2 separate regions of the Anser cygnoides genome follow, and region 2 is linked to region 1. The links are chromatin contacts, called in public Hi-C maps. All regions are on one chromosome and are shown on one strand. Each heading gives the region's core, a stretch centred on a gene start, on an enhancer-like site or on the middle of the called end of the contact. The rest is flanking DNA. Distances are from core to core; before and after follow the strand shown.

The links. Hi-C and Micro-C count contacts between places; a contact is called where the count stands out from the background.
Region 2: a contact with region 1 is called in a Hi-C map of liver, with 5 times the contacts expected there. The contact joins the enhancer-like site here to the promoter of IGFBP3 in region 1. A contact is called at or near these places in 2 of 7 Hi-C or Micro-C datasets (both in liver).

What each region holds. Positions count from the first base shown.
Region 1 is chr2:55,948,760-55,951,459 of Taihu_goose_T2T_genome, forward strand. IGFBP3 (insulin like growth factor binding protein 3) reads left to right here and starts at 1,288. Exons shown (of 4, transcript XM_048053444.2): 1 at 1,288-2,322. The coding sequence starts at 1,932.
Region 2 is chr2:55,997,779-56,000,478 of Taihu_goose_T2T_genome, forward strand. No RefSeq gene overlaps it. Among named protein-coding and RNA genes, the nearest start is that of CCDC201, 4.8 kb to the left of the region's middle. Within about 2 kb of position 1,278, at least 2 of the 3 cell types and tissues checked have open chromatin away from gene starts, as enhancers often do. A contact at or near this core is called in liver, where this site is marked.

The sequences.
Region 1 (2,700 bases), core at 38-2,537:
TCATTTTATTTCCCTAGGAAAAGTCTCTATTAACTCTTACATCATATTCTTTACGCATAAAATATGATTTTTTTGGTCTTTTTATGTACAGTGTCTCTTTCAAGACAGTATTTTGGAAGGTACTGTCTGAACAAAGAACAGAGAAAACAAGCCAGAGTTGATTTTAATGTTCTAAAAAGATTTGATTTATAAAAAAAGAGCAGATTTTGAGATTCACAGGGCAGTACCTTGAATGATAACATCTCTACTTGAAAACTACACTTTTCCACTTGAATTTAGACACGTGAACAGCTGATGAATTACCGGAAGGTGAACTTCAATGTTAATAACACAGGGGTTAAAAACAGAGCAATGGTTTGGCTCATCATTTCCATGGCAGACAGTATTTGTATATGCCAGTATCTGTAAGCATTATTCATTTTACTTTGTATGAGGAGCAGGCTCCTGTGACAGAAAGGCCATATATGTGCCTACGTATATACTTCACCATATCCTGCTGTGTTAGGTCTCAGGAGTGCTGCAGAAAGGATGGTCACAAATTCTGGCTTTCACAATTCAGATTTTCTCCATCGAAGTTAACCTAAGTAACAGAGCAAAACAAGCCAAGCAGAGTGGGGGAAGAGTTTGCACTGGCTACAGAGAGCAAACACATGCAGTGTGCAAAATCGACTGTAGGGTTTGTTGTTTTTCTCCCCACAGACTTATGAGGATGTTGCAATGGAAAGTATTTTCTCGTGGACAGAGGGAAAAGTTTTAAAGAGCTCAGAGAACGCCTTAGAAAGATGGGTGAGCTGCATCCACGGGCCTGGATCACCACGTGTACTGAGTGATTGTGTGCCAGAGAGCACAGGGTGCCCGAGAGCAACATCTGTGCAAGCGTGTGTGTGAGGAAAGGCTTTCAGCCCCGAAGCAGACAAGATTTAGAGAGGAGCCCAAAAAAGGGCACTGCCCGCGAGCTTTGCTCGTACATCCCCTCCCGGTGCCACGGGGACACAAGCACATACACAGCGCTTACCGCTTAAACAACAAAAAAACACGAAACGCCCCTCTCCACAGAGCCGTACCGCTCACTAAGAAGCGCCCACACACCCCAGGGGCCGCCGCTGGCCCCTCCCCAGCCCCCAGCCCCCAGTGACCGCCGCGGGGCCTCGCCGAGCCCCCGCACTGCCGCCGCGGGGCGCTGCGCGGCCTTGGCGGGGCGGCGCGGGGCGGCGCGGGGCGGGGCGGCGCGGGGGGCGGCGGTGCCGATATATGGCAGGGCCGGGAAACGCCGCCGGACAGATGGGTGCAGAGTGGCGGAGAGGGGAGGCGGGAAGCAGCCAACAAAGAGAATAAAAAAAAAAAAAAAAGAAGGGAGCTGTGTTCGCTTTATTTTTATTTTTCTTCTTTTTTTTTTTCTTTCCCCCCACCGTGCTGTTTTTTTTTTTCTAAGCATTTTTGAAACAAGTTTTCTTCAGATCGTCTGGGCTTTTTTATTATTATTTTTTTCTTTTTTTTTTTTACTTTTGGAAGCATTTTTTTTTTCAGTGTTGTGTGTGGAAAAAAAAAAAGCCATCAACGTTAGTTTTAAGCCAAGTGGTTGAGGCGCTCTGCAGGGAGGAGGGGGGGAGGCAGGAAAAGTTGCCTTTGTTGTCAGCGAGCTCTTTTATTACCTTTATGTTACCAAAGGCCAGCGGCTGAAGAGAGGGTCGGTGCGAGCCTGCTGGGCGCGCAGCCTTCTTCCCTCGCGCTGCCCGGGCTGCGAGAGGCCGGTGACTTTACCTGCCCGCAGCGCTCGGCGGCGGCGCCCTCCTCCGGCGCCCGCCCTGCTCCGGGCGAGGAGAGGCGGCCGGCGCTGCCGCCCCGAGTCCCGTGAGCGGCGCAGCCCGGGGCGCTCCCCCCGGGCCGAGCGGCGCGGGGGCGCCTCCCGGCGGCCCCGGCAGCCGGTTGCCATGGTGCCGCGGCCCGGCGTGCTGTGGGCAGTGGCGGCGGCGGCGCTGGCGCTGCTAGGCCGTCGGACGGCGGCCGCGCTGGCGCTGGCGGGGCCGGTGGTCCGCTGCGAGCCCTGCGACGCGCGGGCGCTGCAGCAGTGCAAGCCGCTGCAGCCCGACTGCGCCGAGAGGGTGCGAGAGCCGGGATGCGGCTGCTGCCTCACCTGCGCCCTGCGCCTGGGGCAGCCCTGCGGGATCTACACGGAGCGCTGCGGCGCCGGCCTCAGCTGCCAGCCGCTGCGGGAGGAGGCGCGGCCGCTGCAGGCGCTGCTGGAGGGCCGCGGGCTCTGCACCAACGCCACGGCGGACGGCAAGCTGCGGGCCTTCGTGCTGCCCGGGCCGCTGGCTGAAGGTAAGCGGCTGCTTAATTCTTTCTTCTGGAAGTTGAAAAGTAACCGCCCGCTCCGGGGAGGTCGGGCGGGGGGGCACTGGTGGTCCGCCGGCTGCCCGCGGCCGGCTCCTGCCCGAGCTTCTCCGGCCAGCCGCGCAGCCAGGGCTGGGGTCGCTTTTGAAAGAGGGATGCTCTTTTTTTTTAATTTATTTTTCCCCTAAGGAAAAGGGAGGTTAACCTCTTGTGTCTCTTACTATCGTTATTTATTTATTTTCTTCACCCCTGGTGCTGTGAAGTAATCCTTCGCGAAAGAGGCGAAGTTGCTGATTTTGAAAGCAATCTTGGGGAGGGAAGAAGTTGTATGTTCCTCGCATGGGTTCCTGACGCTGCCGGCCTGAA
Region 2 (2,700 bases), core at 28-2,527, 49 kb after region 1:
ATTCAAATTCTCATAACCTTTTCTTCCTCTTTCTGAATTTTGTGATATAGTCAAGACAAATTGGAATGTTCTAAGACTGCCAATCAGACTGAACTTCCCAGTGAAAATAGGAGTGGCACATCTCATTTATCAACACGAAGGCTGAAACCAGCAGGGAACCTCATCATGAACTAACCTCTACAGCTCTAGCGCCTTCCTTTGTCTTTCCAGTGTTATGATACAGTGGGATATGAAAAGTAGCAGAGCCTTTGTCTCAGTGAGTTGTAGGCTTCTGGCAGCCACAAATGTTGAAATGGAAGCAGTACAAAACTCTTGGGGATGTAGCTTTTTTAGGTATATAAAGCTGCATGAAGGGACTTTTCAAAAGTGCATTAAGCACCTTATTTCCATTTATTTCAGTAGGAATTACATGCCTGGGCACTATTGAATATCCTGAGATTTTTGATAGGGTATACTATGGGGAAAGCCATTTAATACATACGTTTTGAAGGAACTTTGATTAAATCTTCAGAAACCAAGGATTATAATCTTTTGTGGTCTGTTAAACAAGCTATACACATTTATGAATCTGCTCTCTATCGGTTTTGGCCTTTTGGAAGACTTTTCTCATTGGCAGTAGAATGCAGAATTAAGATATGATCATTGGAGAAAAAAAAAAGAAAAAGAAAAAAAAAAGAGAGAGAGATTACATATAGCATGTGGAAATGTACTTTTAGAGCTGTTGGAAATCCTATGTAGCAACGATCTATTTTCTGGCCAGTGGCAAGGTCAATGTCTTTGGCTACATTGTCCAGGGATAGAAATAAATGTGGTACAATTTCCACTCTAACTGCTGTCATAGAAGCATCTTATAAGCAGCTTGAGGCTTTAGGGAATCCTAGACAGCTCAGTGCTAGCAATACACTGAGTCATGAAATATGTTTTAGATCTTAGGTAGTGTACCTCTGCCATTACTGGGTCTGTTCATCTGGACAGCAAATCTGATTTTGCACACTCAAAGCAGCAATTTGTATGCTGACTGAGATTTGCAGCTACTCAGAAAGTCAAACCTTTGTTTAAACATCTAAATCTCCTTCCATATGATTAATTTCAGTGAGAGTGTAAGGAATAATGAGATTTCTTTAAAACCAAATAACTGCAAATGTTATTACATGCTTTTAATTTAAATGTTAAAAACAGAAAATTTCCATCTAGGTCCAAAAATTGCAGGGAATTGAAAGTAATATTCTACTTTTTTTTTTTTTTTTTCCCTGCTTTAACATAGGACTGAGTAAACAAAAGCCTTAAGGAGCAGACCTTTATCCCTTTGTTTTGTATCAGAACTCATAGGCAAGTTCATTGCCACATCCTCCTACAGCAGGGCCCAGCTCTACCCTCAGATACAGTGCTTGGTGTCTATGTGAGAGGAGGATTAGACTGTAAATATTTAAAGAAGCTGCTATCTTATAATCAATTATAAAACTCTAAGGCATTAAAAATTGTTGCTTCTCTTGGTTAAACAAGCTTATAAAATACAAGTAGCCATTCTAAAACATTGTAGAGAATGACAAACTGAGAAAAATATCTTTTTATCTAAAGGTCTGGATGATTAATATTTGACTTTAAAAAGTCAAATTACCTAAGTGGTAAGAAACTGGGTACACTTTCATAGCAGGAGAGGTCAATAACCTTCATAAAATCAATGTGCCACCACCTGCCTTTGTAATTACGTCAATGACTCCTCTTCATTATATGCTTATCCACTTCAGTCTTACCAGAGTGCCACAATGTGTTCTATCTGCATGTTGTTTGTTCACTAGACAGTGTCCTATACACTTTCTACGTGTTTCTACACTCCAGAAGTCCATTGAGTTAATATTCAACTGGGATCTTTCCTCAGTGACTTGCTGTGTGTTATCTGATATGACTGCTCCTTTCTAATTATGTTGGCAATGCTGCTGAGGAGAACAAAATACTATTGCCAAAGTTCAATAAACACACAGAGTAACTATAGAGTTTGGGGGAAAACAGTCGGTGATGCTTTCATGACCTTTGGCAACAGCATAAGCACAGTTTGGTCTATGCCAAACAAATGTCTAACTTCAAATTTCTCAGAGACTAGAAAATGATGGATTTGCTCTACTTTATTACATCTAATAATAAACAAAAAATGCCGTGTTTGTGAAGTGCAGTAGCATGGTCAGACTGAGTATAGCCCTTTGCAGGAGGTCAGGGCAGATGATTATCAATGGCTCTTTCTTATCGTATTAGAATCCCACAGACAAATTCCCAGGTGATCTGAGATGAGGGAATGCTAATGAAGTCATCAGAGTCCTACTGATTTAGTGAAGCAGAGGATTTGTGATAGGGAAGCTCATTCACTTTGTCTGTGGTGACATAGTAATTGATATGTCAGGTTGTTTATGAAAGCCCTCATTGGCATCTTCAGACTAGGCCTAGTAAACTGGAAGGTAAACATTCATAATAATCATGACTACTTCTTCATCACTAGCTTTTTCTACTTATTCATCACTAACTTGCTATGGCTAAATCTAATAATAGTGGAGTAATGTCTGGTTTTAAGTATAGAAACAGCACAAATCTCAGAGGTTAATATTAACACAAAATTAAATGCCAGTTTCTATCCTTTGAGCCCTGAACCTGAAAGCCTACGCAAACTATTACTGTAATTGATAGCAGGAATAATCTACACAGGACTGG